Linked DNA regions of Mus musculus: all the other regions are linked to region 1. The links are chromatin contacts, called in public HiChIP or PLAC-seq and promoter capture Hi-C maps. All regions are on one chromosome and are shown on one strand. Each heading gives the region's core, a stretch centred on a gene start, on an enhancer-like site or on the middle of the called end of the contact. The rest is flanking DNA. Distances are from core to core; before and after follow the strand shown.

Region 1 (4,681 bases), core at 742-3,241:
TGAAGGGCCTAAGTCTAGAAGAATTTAGGCTCTTTGTGGTAGGTCACCATTGGAAAGTTTCAGGTCACGGAATGAGAGGAATGGCTGTTAGCATGGAGGTAAGAGGGGACTCTGGGAGCCCACCCTGGGCTTTTGTAACCGTAGAATTTACCCTTCTCTGTAGCAATTGTTATAGGCCTATTGGAATTTCTAATGTACTTGCAGACTTTCAAATCCCAGAACTAAATAGCTAATCCTTTGTATTCGTGGCATTGGTTTATTCTCTGTATCACTGGTGTCTAGCACTGTTTGCACCCTGCAGCCATTTCCTAAGCATTCAGTAAATAAATGTTCTCAACAGGATCTAAACCCTTGCATGGTAAAAGCTCCGACTTTGGGATTTTCTTTTTTAATGTAAGGTTATTAATTAGAGGAGTTACAGGGAAATATTACTTATAAAGAAATCTCAAAAAATATTATTCAAAATTAAGCATTGATTTTAGAACATTCAGCATTTAGAATTTGAAGTTATGCATGGCCTTTGCCTGAATATGAACCCAAAGCCCTAGCTATTATTGATGCTATTTGGCCAGACGTTTCAATCTGGTGGCTTGAGACTAGAGATGGTCAGACACAGTTTGAGGTTGTTTTTGCATGGTGTGTAAATATTATGCAGAATTAGTTGTTAATCTTTAAAACTAAGGCGTTTTTCACATAAGGATTTGATTTTTCTTTTTCACTTGAGGAACAACAAACATACAACCAAACCAAAAATGTGGCCACACAGGATCTGGGTGCCAGTAGATCTAGTCCAGGCAGAATGGGGACAGCTACTTCCTTAGGAAGGGGCCCGCCTTCTCGGTTTTATTTTATATATTCTCGACTTTGCTTCCTCCACTTCCTTAAGCTACCTGCCCAGTTCTTGAAGCACATGATTTGTGACAGCTCTTTTTTGAGACACATAGGTACTGTTGCTATCTAAAGTGAAGACTTTGAGAAGGTAATATATGTTGCTTTGTTGCTGTAGGTTGATCTCTTGTTCTTGTCCTTTATCGCAGAAACGAGGTGGTCAGACCAGATCCATCCACGCCTGGACCTGTCAAGTTAGGACAAAATGTGGCTCCATTATGTTGGTGGAGAAATATCGAGGCTAGGGAAGGCTCTCCAGGGAGAGGCCGGAGGACAGCTTTGTTACCAGTTTGTCACACAAAGGGACATTATAAAGTTTTTTTTTACCTTCCACCTATGTTGTCTGTAACGATTTAAAGGTAAGAAACAAAGTACATAGGACTGCCTCTAAGAATAAATACCATAGGCCATCTACCCATGGGTATACAAGGTTCAAACTTCTTTCTGAACCCAATATACACTGTGTTCTAGGACACTCTCTGAGCAGGGCGATCAGGTGTGTGATTTTAGTTTTTATCTGCTTGGGCCAGTGCTTTTATTTAGATAGCGACATTTAATCTATTATACTGTTTTGTATGAACCCACATGTTTATTTACTGAAATGTACGGAACAGTCCACAAAAGATACTCTGTGGCAAAGCTAACAAAGGCTGTTTCCACAGAGCTATCTAAAGGCATGTGGAAGGACAATGATGACGTGCAGAACACACAATGGGACACTGTTGACAGAATCTCGGGATCCCGGAGGAGCTTTTGAAAGGCCAGCAGGGAAAGAAAATCCGTTTGCAAGGATTTACCACGCTGCACGCCTCCATGGAAAGCAGTTGTGGAAATGCTTGGCAGTACCAGGGCCCGGAGCACTTTGCATGTGCATAGGACCGAACAGTAATGCACTGAAGAGGCAGAGGGGTGGAAAATCGTTCCACGTCCCAAGAGATCGGGCAGAGGACAGGGCCAGGTTTGGGAAAGGGGTCAAGGTCCGTGCCACAGAGGGGGCAGGTGGCTGCGGGGACGCGCCTCCGGTGGATGGGAGGGGGAGGGGGGGTCGGCTCGCCTCCGCGCGGTGCCGCGCCCGCCTGGCCGTGCCGCCGGGGCGGGGCGCACCGGACCGGCCACGGCTGACGCAGGGCAGCGCGGAGCCTGGCGAGTGGGGGCAAGGGGCGGCGCCGCCCTGAGTCACCGCCCCCTCCCGCGCCTCCGCGCCGCCACCTTTCCATTCAGTCGCCCAACATGGCTGGAGCACGGCGCTGAGCCCTCGCCACCGTCACCGTCACCGCCGCCGCCGCCGTCACCACCGCCGCCGCCTGCCCGGAGCGCTCGGCACGGAGCTGAGCCCCGGGCGGCCGCAGGCATGTTGGGCGCTGCGGACGAGAGCTCGGTGCGCGTGGCTGTCAGGTGAGCTGCGGGTGGACAGGAAGGAAAGCTGAAGCCAGCAAGCGGACGAGCGGGCGGGCGGACTCTCCTGCTGCCCGCTCCGGGGCCGGTGCGTCGCATCGCTGCTTCTCGGGGGAACAGCAGTGGCTGCCCCGCACCCCCACACCCCGGAGGATCGGGCGCCGCTCGCTGCACGCACGGACGCCTCGCGTTTGGCCTCCGGGTGAGCGTCGCCCGGTGTCCCCGGGAGTCGCCGCTGCCGCCCTGCAGGTGGGCCCGAGGTGTCTGTCCCCACCCCCCACTCCCTCCTCTCCAGCCCAGCCCCTGCCGCGCCGGCTGGGTTCGGAGCCGCAGACAAAGCGTCGCGGTGACAAGCGCGCCGCCCGCGCCCACTCGGGTCCCCGCGATGGCGTGCGTCGCGACACCTGGCCTCGCAGGTGTGCTGGTAGGGAGTGTGTTGCGGGACATAGGCACCCGCGGGAGGTCTGGAGAAGGCAGGCAACGTCAGCCAGCCGGAGGGTTAGATGGGCGACTGGGAGAAACAACCTGAGGTTAGTTAAGCACCTTGGATGTTGACAGTGACATCACATACGCCTGGGGTTGAGTTTTGAAATGCTGGCTGTGTCACCTTGTTGTGGTTAGTGACGGTGACATGGACATTCGGTGTAGTTTGGCTGTTTTGATGCATCGCAAGAACTCCGACAGTTGCTCTTGGAAAACTGCAGCATCATCACACTGAAAAATTAATGAAGCATTCCTCTTAGACCAAGTGCATGGCTTCCATTGCTCTGATAGTATACTGTTAACTCAGTTACAATATAAAGATTATAAAGAGAGCCTGTCTTCAGAGAAAGCCAGAATTCGTAAACATCTGTCAGCGCCTTAGTCGAAAAATTGAAAGTTACATAATGTAAGCGTTCCTATGGTTATTTTAGTGACAAATCTTGATTAAGCCCAGAAGTGGCAGTTTTGCATGTCCTGGGTCTTTAATTGTCTTAAAGCTGGGCAGTGGTGGCACATGCCCTAATCCCAGCACTTGGGAGGCAGTGGCAGGCGGATTTCTGAGTTCAAGACCAGTCTGGTCTACAGAGTGAGTTCCAGGACAGCCAGGGCTACACAGAGAAACCCTGTCTCGAAAAACAAAACAAAACAAAACAAAACAAAACAAAAAAAGAATAAAAAGAAATGGGAAGGTATTTTGATTCCTTTATTCTGCAGATAATGGAATTACCATAGAATGGAGGTGACGGTTTTATTAGGTCTGGCCCTTAATGGCCTTCCTGTCTTTGCCTTCCACGTCCCTGGTCCTGATGCACACATGATTCATATTTTAAGGCCAAACGAAAGCTAGTAGGATGAATAGGAAGAACAGTCTCATCTAGTAATGGAAGATATAGTCCAGGAATAACAGAAAAGGGGAATAAAAAATTTCAAATGTTTTACAACGGAAGTGTGTAAAGAGTCGTAAAACCGTCACATGTTTTAGATCAGGTAAAAAGCTTATTCCTCATAATCTGTGACTTTAAAGCTGTTTTTTTTTTTTTTTTTTTTTTTTTTTTTTTTTTTTTTATGTCTTTCTTACTGACGGGGACAGGAAGATTATTAAGTCAACCTTCCAAAATTAAACTGATAGCATAGACGGAAAGAGAGTTACAACCCAGAAAGCTTACATGTGCAGCCCTGGTTCTTACCCCCGTGCCTGTGCAGGTGAGAGACAGGGCTATGCCTTACCTCGTTTTACTCAGTGTAAAAGGTCGTCAGCATCTTCCCGATCCTAGACTAGGTCAATTACAAGTGAATAGCCTTGGCAGACTATTTCTATCTGGACATCTTAGAGGAGAGCGAGTTCACCACGAGAGGGAGTGAACTGAACACTCCCCGGGTCCTCCAATCCAGTCTGCTTTCCAGTTGTGGAGAAGTAAATGCATACAAATGTTGGGTCTAGACAGAGAATTAACAGAGGATTTGGCCCTCTTTCTCCTTTACGACAACGAGACGATGAGCAGTGGAGAATTGGGCTGTTCTTTCATAAAAGCAAGTGCGTTCTCCAGGTGCGTGTGTTCTAGTGGGCTTAGAGGGTTTGTAAAATAAGCGCCCGGGAAAGATGCTGAGCAGAAAGTTTCTAGCTGAGGGAGAATGGTTTTTACTCTGTTTCGGGGGATATTTTGGTGTTTGAGTTGTCTGTAGGTTGTCTTTCATTGAGAAGGGATATTGATTCAGAAAGTTCAATGTGGCAGCCAAACACCTGAAATATGGTTAAGCTCCATAACTAAAATTTAAGTTTAAATTATTATTATTATTATTATTATTATTATTATTATTATTTTGGTTTTTCGAGACAGGGTTTCTCTGTGTAGCCCTGGCTGTCCTGGAACTCACTTTGTAGGCCATGCTGGCCTTGAACGCAGAGATCCAACTG
Region 2 (4,462 bases), core at 297-2,796, 1.6 Mb after region 1:
TCTTTCCCAGGCTCAAAAGCTAGCCAAAATAAAAAATAAAAACACCACCTAACATTTCCAGGCTGGTCCAGAGTTTTAACATTGCAACATAAAACAATGTTACCACCTACAAAGTTCATTCTCCACAAAGTTCACGGTCCAAAGTATTAAGGAAGTTAAAATACCCACCTGCACGTTTATCTGTCTGTGTCCTGACCCTGTACTCCTCTGCTTCTCCAGTGCTGGGATTAAAGGGGAGATAGCCTACATCTTTAAGCCAGCTCCCACAGCCTGGAGCAGGGGATGCCTCTCTCCAGCTCTCAGTGGGCCATGTAGGAAAACTGCTCATGGTTTTGACAATTCTAAAAAATTTTGTTTTGAAGTCAATTTTCTCTCTCTCTTTTTTTTTTAGGAGATCGGTCTGGAAACACCTCAGCTGTCTGCTTCACAGATTGCTCTTAAGGCTGCTCTCTGATTGGCTCCTCTGCTGCCACCCCATTAATTCTCTTACCACCTTTCTTCTCTCACTATGTAGCCTGGCTGGCCTGGAACCCAGTATATAGACTAGACTGTCCTCAGATTCACAGGTAATTAACCACCGATTTCAGTTTCCTGAATGCTTCCCCCGCGTTCTTATACACACACACACACACACACACACACACACACACCCCGCACCCGCACAATGAACTCTCTTCCCTTTTTTTTTTTTTAAGATTTATTTATTATATGTAAGTACACTGTAGCTGTCTTCAGACGCACCAGAAGAGGGCGTCAGATCTCATTACGGGTGGTTGTGAGCCATCATGTGGTTGCTGGGATTTGAACTCAGGACCTTCGGAAGAACAGTCAGTGCTCTTAACCACTGAGCCATCTCGCCAGCCCCCACTCCCTAGGCTTTCTAAAAAAGAATTATTTATTTTTTATGTGTATGAGTACACTGTGGCTATTTTCAGACACACCAGAAGAGGGCATCGGATCCCATTACATACAGACTGTTGTGAGCCACCACATGGTTGGCGGGAATTGAACTCAGGACCTCTGGAAGAGGGATCAGTGCTCTTAACCGCTTAGCCACCTCTTCAGCCCCATCCCTAGACTTTAAAGGAAAGTCTTTTCTTAACTCTAAGGTCTCATGTTCAATTCTCCCTCCCCTACACCGAAACTCGTAGCTTTGAGGCCCTTTCATTCTAATAAACCTCATCCTTCAGATGAATTATGGATTGTGTAAGCTTCCTTTCTAAGCTGACCATTAACGTCTCCCTCTTCCCGATATTTAACAGGAGAGAGACACACTCTCTCGAGAAAGAAAAATACTTTAAGTTATTGTGTTGGGTCACATTAATGGCGCTCATGCGGTCTATGCAGCGCTGGACACGCCGGACTGATTCTTATTACGCCTTCCAGCATCACATATACACCTGCTGCCTTGTGGAAAGGGGAATCGTTAGAACCTACGTTTTCATTCTTCCATTCACTTACCCCAACTGTCACCACAGGCTCGGCTAATCTACTCCCTAGTAGAGTGTCTCACACAGCAGCTGTTATAAAGGAGCCGCAAACTACCATCGTCCATTCATTGGCCAGAGCCTGGCTCGTAAGCTTTGCGGAGCTACTGTCCAACCGCCCACGGCGCTCGGGATTGGCCTACGTCACTTCCTTGGTTCCGGACACAGTCCACGCAGTAACTTGTTTTTGCAGAGACTGATAGGCGGATCGGGCGTGGCCCGAGCGCGCCCCACTCAGGGAAAGCTGCCGTCCCTCTTTGCCTTTGAGCGCCGCAGCCCTGAGAATCGCATCTGGCTTGGAAACGGTCCCAGGACTGGAGCCACCAAGAAAGCCGAAGGCAGTCGCGAAGAGCCGAGGACGCCCAGAGACTCTGCGGCTTCCGGGAAGCGGAACCGAGCCTACCCGGAAGGAGCCAACCTCACCTGAGGCTCGCTGAGCACCGGCAGGCGTTAAACCTAACGGAGCCCACGTCATGGCGGCAGACGGGACAGGGGTAGTCGGAGGAGGGGCTGTCGGCGGCGGCCTGCCCAAGGACGGTTTGCAGGATGCTAAGTGCCCAGAGCCAATCCCCAATCGGCGGCGCGCTTCCTCGCTGTCCCGTGACGCGCAGCGCCGAGCCTATCAGTGGTGCCGGGAGTACCTGGGCGGGGCCTGGCGCCGAGCGCGGCCGGAGGAGCTGAGCGTTTGTCCCGTGAGGTCAGGGGTCAGCCCTGGGGACCCTGGGGACACTCCCAGTTCGGTCGCCGTCAGTGCTACGCGGGGGGGTGGGGGGTGGGGGCAGGTCTGCAGCCTGCTGTGCTGGGGGGCGGGGTCCCCCTTCGGGACTTGGGAGGTCCTCTCGGGAAGGGTGTCTAGAGTGGGTCCCACCAATCGGGGGGACGACCCTTGCTGAGCCTGACCTGTGTGGATCTGCAGCGGAGGCCTCAGCAACCTGCTCTTCCGATGCTCACTACCGAACCACGTACCCAGTGTGGGCGGGGAGCCCCGGGAGGTGCTGCTACGACTCTACGGGGCCATCCTGCAGGTGAGGGAAAAGAAGGATCGTAACTTGGGAGTTCGGACATCTGGAGCAAGTGGTGCAGAAAGTGGTGTCTTATTTGTGTAGCTGAATATGCTGAAGCTCAAGAATTCTCAGTCAGTAAGAGCAGAAGTCCAAGCTATTGTAGATGAAGCCGATTTGGGCCAGTACCCACGTACCTCTGGCTTTTTCTGACATGAGCCCCTTTGCCATACATCTTTTATCAGGGTGTAGACTCCTTGGTATTAGAAAGCGTGATGTTCGCCATTCTCGCAGAGCGGTCTCTAGGGCCCCAGCTTTACGGAGTGTTTCCAGAGGGCCGCTTGGAACAGTACCTCCCAGTAAGAGCCCAGTTTTTGTTGTTTTTACCCCAAGTCTTTACCCTTCCCAAAGTCTGCCTTCACATCCCAGGTAGGGAAATTTCCCTAAGACCTTGATCTCCTCCCATCCCGTATCCCTTCCCCCTCCCGCCCCAGCCCCCTCACCACCCTGATAGGTTACTGGGTACAGAGCCGGCCGTTGAAAACTCAAGAGCTCCGGGACCCAGTGTTGTCGGGAGCCATTGCAACGAGGATGGCCCGTTTCCATGGTATGGAGATGCCCTTCACTAAGGAGCCCCGATGGTTGTTTGGGACCATGGAGCGGTGAGTCCAGTTTGGGATCCGTGCATCTAAAACTGAACCTCTAGTTGAGTGGATAGATACCCCAGTATCATGGACTCTGTTTCCCAGCCAAAGCCCAGTGACAGGACAATTTGGCCTGAAGAGTCGATAGAAGGGGGTGGGGAGAGATAGACAGAATGTTTCCCGTTTGGGCGGCTTCCAGGTACCTGAAGCAGATCCAGGACTTGCCTTCCACCAGCCTTCCCCAGATGAACCTGGTAGAGATGTACAGCCTCAAGGACGAGATGAACAGCCTCAGGTGAAGGCGGATGACATAGTGGGCGGGTGGGTGGCACTGGCATTTATCAGTGTCCTCTCCAGGATTTGTTGAGGGCTAGTCACAAGGCCTTATAGCCTACGCCTCTCTACCTCTACAGGAAGTTACTAGACGATACCCCGTCACCAGTGGTCTTCTGCCACAATGACATCCAGGAAGGTAGGAGAATGTATGTGAGTCTTTGAGCCCACGCCGAAAGAGGGCAGCATGCCCTGAAGTGACCAAAATCCCCATTCCCCTAGGAAACATCTTGTTGCTTTCAGAGCCAGACAGTGATGATAACCTCATGTTGGTTGATTTTGAGTACAGTAGTTATAACTACAGGTAAGTGTGGGAGGACTGCCTCCTGTGGGTCCTGTTCCTACAGGGTCCTGGCAAAACAGGCCAGGCCCTTCACCTCCACAGCCCCGCTGCCCATGGACTGAATGTTTGCTCTATCCTCCCAGGGGCTTTGACATTGGGAATCATTTTTGTGAGTGGGTTTATGATTATACTTATGAAGAATGGCCTTTCTACAAAGCAAGACCCACGGACTACCCCACTAGAGAACAGCAGGTATATAGTCTGGAGGTTGGGAAGAGAAAAGCCTTCTGGCTTCCTGTTCTGTTTCATTCGAAAAGAGGAATAAAGGCTACAGAGGGTGATATTCCAATCTCCCCAGTCCCTGACTCTTGTCCATTGATCTCAGCTCCATTTTATTCGCCATTATCTGGCAGAGGTTCAGAAGGGTGAGATCCTCTCCGAAGAGGAACAGAAGAAACGGGAAGAAGAATTGCTGCTAGAGATCAGTCGGTGAGAAAGGAGGGGAAAGGGGAGGGGAAAACCCTTCAGAAGAAAAAAGGAGGCCAGGCAGTGGTGGTGCTTAATTCCAGCACTTGGGAGGCAGAGGCAGGCGGATTTCTGAGTTCAAGGCCAGCCTGGTCTACAGAGTGAGTTCCAGGACAGCCAGAGAAACCCTTTCTCAAACAAAACAACAAAACAAAACAAAACAAAACAAAACCAAAAACAAAAAAAAGG
Region 3 (4,469 bases), core at 1,339-3,838, 1.7 Mb after region 1:
ACTGCGTGAACACCTCGCTCATTGTATCCATACTTAGGGGCCATGCTAATGGCCATTCGGCTGCAGGGAATGAACCTAGAAGAGACATCTGTGCTGACTCGGGCCCTTGCAGAGTCTGGGCAGCAACTGGAGTGGCCCAAAGCCTGGCACCAGCAGCTTGTTGACAAACACTCCACAGGAGGTGTGGGTGACAAGGTTAGCCTGGTTCTGGCACCTGCCCTGGCTGCATGCGGCTGTAAGGTTAGTGACCACGTCCTCTACAGACCTCTGACCCGCTCACAGGAACCTCCAACCCTCCAGCCTGGCTCAAAGCTCTCAAAGACAAAATCCAGGGCAGTCCCATCGCTCAATACACAAATTCCACCATGGAGTAGAGTTGCCTCTGTACCCAAGAGGACCCTTTAAGAGCTAGCAGGCCCCACAAAGAAAGAGCGGGGCCTTCCTCTTCCTGTCCTTCAGACTTGGGCCCCAGATGAGTGTGTGCCAACTCCTGACCTACTGACAAACTGCTCCCACCAAGTACAGTTTATCTTCCTTTCCACCAATTGGGCACCCTCATTAACTGTTTAAAAGACTCTAAAATAGCCGGGCGTGGTGGCGCACGCCTTTAATCCTAGCACTTGGGAGGCAGAGGCAGGCGGATTTCTGAGTTCTAGGCCAGCCTGGTCTACAAAGTGAGTTCCAGGACAGCCAGACCTACACAGAGAAACCCTGTCTCGAAAAACCAAAAAAAAAAAAAAAAAAAAAAAAAAAGACTCTAAAATATAACTGCTTTTTTAAAAGTAATTTCATATGAGGATAGGATAGGTTCTTAGTAGAGGATAGGTAAAATGAGGTTAAGGGCCTGCGTGGGGGCAGTCAGCATCCCTCTCCACCAGGTGCCAATGATCAGCGGCCGCAGTCTGGGACACACAGGGGGCACACTGGATAAGCTGGAATCGATTCCTGGGTTCGGTGTCACCCAGAGCCCAGAGCAGGTACAGGTGGGCCACTAACTGATCAATGATCTGGGTTGAGGGAGTCACTGGCCCGAATCACAGGATGATCAATGGACAGGTTATTTATCTGGGTCACTAATGAGAGAGAACATTGACTATTCAAAAGGTCATTGGTTGTAAATAGGCCTGGAGTCATCGAGAGAACTTTGATCGGGATCGTTACTTGGGAACAGGGAGAAGCCACTGATTAGCTGGTACGCATTAATGTGTCTGTCATAACTAATCGGGATCCTTGGTAGGTTAGCCATCAGAACCATACTGACTCTCGCTGGCCATGTTTTGAACTTCTGTTGGGTCAGTGGTCAGGGCCAGTGGGTGGGTCCGTCCCTAGAAGTTAATGAAGGTGTCTGAGCAGATGCTGCACATCCTTGAGGAAGTCGGCTGCTGCATTGTCGGCCAGAGTGCAAAGCTGGTTCCTGCTGATGGGATCCTGTATGCTGCACGAGATGTGACAGCCACTGTGGACAGTGTCCCACTCATTACAGGTGACCTGAAACGGGGTACCCTGACTGACAGACAGTCCGCTAGGCACTGCCGCTTTTCTCAGAGAGGCAACTCTTCCTGTGCCCAAGTATACCCTGGGATGATGTTTCTGGTCTTCGCAGCTTCAATCCTCAGTAAGAAGGCCGTGGAGGGACTGTCCACTCTGGTGGTAGATGTTAAGTTTGGGGGAGCTGCAGTCTTCCCAGACCAGGAGAAGGCCCGAGAACTGGCAAAGATGTTGGTGAGCCGTGCTAGGCCACAGTGCCCTTTCTATGAAGGGACATGAGCCTCACATTCCGTCCTATCCCTGCCTCTGCCCACTCAACAGTCCTGGAAGAATAAAACGGCAATTCCTCTTTCCAGCCCTCCTACCCTATCCAATCAAAGCTGTCCTGACTGCGGACCTGGGGAAATCCTCCACAGAACCCCCGCCACTTAGGGCAACCAACCAGAACACCCCCATCCCCTCTGAGGCCTGGCAGTGTTGGTTTCTGATCTCTAACCTAAGCCTTTACTGACACCTTAACCCAGGGACAGCAGGTATGGGATTTGATAATGCCGGATACTGAATAATGCCTCCCCAGGTTAGAGTGGGAGTGAGCCTGGGGCTGAAGGTCGCCGCAGCCCTGACCGCCATGGATAACCCTCTGGGCCGCAGCGTGGGCCATACCCTGGAGGTGGAAGAAGCGTTGCTTTGCCTGGATGGTGCGGGGCCGCCGGATCTGCGGGACCTGGTCATTAGGCTAGGTGAGAGGGCTGGAGTTAAGACCACCAGTTTGTATGCCAGGAGCTCTCAATCCCTGCAGCTTCTGAGCTCCACCCCGCCCGCCAGCAGGAGGCGCCATTCTTTGGATTAGCGGACAGGCGGAAACACAAGACCAAGGCGCCGCCCGAGTGGCCGCGGCGTTGGATGACGGCTCCGCGCGGCGCCGCTTCCAGCTGATGCTTTCGGCGCAGGGCGTGGACCCCGGCCTAGCTAAAGCATTGTGCTCCGGGAGCCCCACGCAACGCCGGCAGCTGCTGCCTCACGCCCGAGAGCAAGAGGAGCTGCTCGCACCGGCAGACGGTGAGACCGGATATCAACGGCACCAGATCCCACCCACTTCCTCTCCCGATCTTTCCTGGTCCTGGCACGTGCCTCCAGTAGGTTCTCAGTGTCCACCCTCTCCCTTAGGCATTGTTGAGTGCGTCCGAGCGCTGCCGCTGGCCCGTGTGCTGCACGACCTCGGAGCCGGACGCAGCCGAGCGGGGCAGCCGATCAGACCGGGAGTGGGTGCCGAGGTACTGGTCGACGTGGGCCAGTGTTTGTCCCGAGGTAAGCGCTGTCTGGAATCCATAAACAACCCTTCCGGTCGCCCGCTGTGACCTAGGTAACCGCCTCTGTCGCTCGCGCAGGGACACCCTGGCTCCGCGTGCACCTAGACGGCCCTGCGCTCAGCAGTCAGCAGCGACGCACTCTCCAGGGGGCGCTCGTGCTATCAGATCGAGCACCCTTCAAGGTCCCTTCACCCTTCGCTGAACTTGTCCTCCCACCGACCATCGCACAGCCCTAAGTCTCGAACCCAGCTCAGCCAGGTGAGTTCAGTTGGGCAAGTCCTCCCCCAAGGGGTGGGACTGGGTGAGGACGCTGTTAACATGTGGCCTCATACTCTGCTGCTACTGCTTCATCTAGCTTATCACATGAGCTAGAGACCTTCTGAGGCCCAGAAAATGGACATATTGGGAATATTTGCCAGTCCCATCTTCTCGGACTGGTCCTAGCTCAGGGCTGATGGTGCCCTGGACGTATCCTCCATCTCATAAGAGATCCAGGTTGTAGCCACACGGGGGCAACATACTGGGGGAGCCCAGTAGGCTGGATGCCAGTGGCTCTAAATGCTAGTTGTAACAACCTTCCCTGGGGAGAGGGGGGGGGGGGAGGATGAAGGGAGATGGCAGGGCTGAGGGACTGCAGAGGGGCAGGGTACGGCATCCAGTTAAGTGCAGAGGAGTCTGCCTGCCCAGGAAGGTGAAGGTCAGACAGTTCAAGGCACAGTGGGCTGAGCTGTGTTACATTACAGAAAACAAGCTGGAGGCACTTGTTTTCTGCTGAGCCCCAGATTACCCTGAAGTGACCCTAAAGCTAGAAAGGATCACCTCTTAAAGGTGGTCAGCCAGAGGATCAACAGCCTCCCTATAAAGAACAATTTATTGTAAATAGACACATGCATCCCAGTGCCCAGGCAAAGCATATTCGCGGTGCTTCCAAGAATCCACAGGGAGGCTTGGCAGTTGTGGCGTGGGTTCTCCAGAGGTTGGGGTCATGAGGCTGAGACTCCCTGGTTAAAGACGTAGGTTAGAGCAAACCAGCTATGGACTTTTGGTGTTGCCTGGACTGCATGCAGCTTACGGCAGAGCAGTTCTGAGTTGAGACGAGCCGGTGCAGGCAGCTAGATAACCTGCTTGAATGTGGGGCAGATGCTTGTCCAGCAGCGGAGGCCTAGACATCTTGTCCATTCTTTTCTGACTTTTGCCACCTTTGTTCTTTTCCAGGAGCTTCAGGTCCACGATGCTACTGGCTCTAGGGCCCAAAGCTTGGCCCAAGCTCTCTCAGTTCAAACCCCTCCTCAGGATCTCAGGAGGTGAAACTCTGCATAGAAATTCCCGACACTGGGCAGGGCAGGGCCAGCGCCAAGGCCCTGGGCTAAGAACTAGACTGCTGATCACAGCCCTGTTTGGGGCTGGGCTAGGCTGGGCCTGGCTGGCCGCGAGGGCTGAGAAGGAACAGTGGCGCCAACAGCAGCGTACAGAGGCCCTGCGCCAGGCTGCTGTGGGCCAGGGTGACTTCAGCCTACTAGACCACAAAGGCCAGCCTCGATGCAAAGCCGACTTCCGAGGCCAGTGGGTGCTGATGTACTTCGGTTTTACTCACTGCCCTGATATTTGCCCCGATGAGCTGGAAAAGCTAGTGCAGGTGGTGCGGAAGCTAGAGGCGGAGCCTGACCTGCC

Evidence for each region. Promoter capture Hi-C pulls out the DNA fragments that hold promoters and counts their contacts. HiChIP or PLAC-seq counts read pairs in DNA pulled down with a chosen protein or histone mark.
Region 2: a promoter capture Hi-C map of liver shows a contact between it and region 1, with 11 times the contacts expected there. The contact joins the promoter of C730034F03Rik here to the promoter of Kif21a in region 1. A contact is called at or near these places in 1 of 39 promoter capture datasets (liver) and 2 of 115 datasets of contacts at active chromatin or transcription factors (embryonic stem cells and epiblast stem cells).
Region 3: a contact with region 1 is called in an H3K4me3 HiChIP or PLAC-seq map of embryonic stem cells, with 5 read pairs. The contact joins the promoter of Sco2 here to the promoter of Kif21a in region 1. A contact is called at or near these places in 2 of 115 datasets of contacts at active chromatin or transcription factors (differentiating embryonic stem cells and embryonic stem cells).

What each region holds. Positions count from the first base shown.
Region 1 is chr15:91,047,261-91,051,941 of GRCm38.p6, reverse strand. It overlaps Kif21a (kinesin family member 21A), which reads left to right and starts at 1,991. Exons shown (of 37, transcript NM_001109040.2): 1 at 1,991-2,283. The coding sequence starts at 2,240. It overlaps Gm52215, which reads right to left. Exons shown (of 2, transcript XM_030248879.1): 1 at 3,994-4,681; 2 at 2,041-2,997. The coding sequence starts at 2,730. The coding sequence ends at 2,065. It overlaps Gm36710 (a long non-coding RNA gene), which reads left to right and starts at 889. Exons shown (of 2, transcript XR_384343.1): 1 at 889-944; 2 at 1,038-1,219.
Region 2 is chr15:89,427,099-89,431,560 of GRCm38.p6, reverse strand. It overlaps C730034F03Rik (a long non-coding RNA gene), which reads right to left and starts at 1,546. Exons shown (of 4, transcript XR_875570.1): 1 at 1,462-1,546. It overlaps Chkb (choline kinase beta), which reads left to right and starts at 1,634. Exons shown (of 11, transcript NM_007692.6): 1 at 1,634-2,184; 2 at 2,404-2,512; 3 at 2,734-2,847; 4 at 3,017-3,150; 5 at 3,332-3,427; 6 at 3,546-3,604; 7 at 3,688-3,769; 8 at 3,892-4,000; 9 at 4,134-4,237. The coding sequence starts at 1,961. Gm44502 (predicted readthrough transcript (NMD candidate), 44502) reads left to right here and starts at 1,634. Exons shown (of 27, transcript NR_004843.2): 1 at 1,634-2,184; 2 at 2,404-2,512; 3 at 2,734-3,150; 4 at 3,332-3,427; 5 at 3,546-3,604; 6 at 3,688-3,769; 7 at 3,892-4,000; 8 at 4,134-4,237.
Region 3 is chr15:89,372,010-89,376,478 of GRCm38.p6, reverse strand. Sco2 (SCO2 cytochrome c oxidase assembly protein) reads left to right here and starts at 2,588. Exons shown (of 3, transcript NM_001111288.2): 1 at 2,588-2,796; 2 at 2,877-3,056; 3 at 4,014-4,469. The coding sequence starts at 4,030. Ncaph2 (non-SMC condensin II complex, subunit H2) reads right to left here. Exons shown (of 20, transcript NM_001115132.2): 20 at 3,629-4,469. It overlaps Tymp (thymidine phosphorylase), which reads left to right. Exons shown (of 11, transcript NM_138302.2): 3 at 38-240; 4 at 879-977; 5 at 1,354-1,483; 6 at 1,604-1,722; 7 at 2,066-2,228; 8 at 2,317-2,547; 9 at 2,656-2,796; 10 at 2,877-3,056; 11 at 4,014-4,469. The coding sequence ends at 3,034.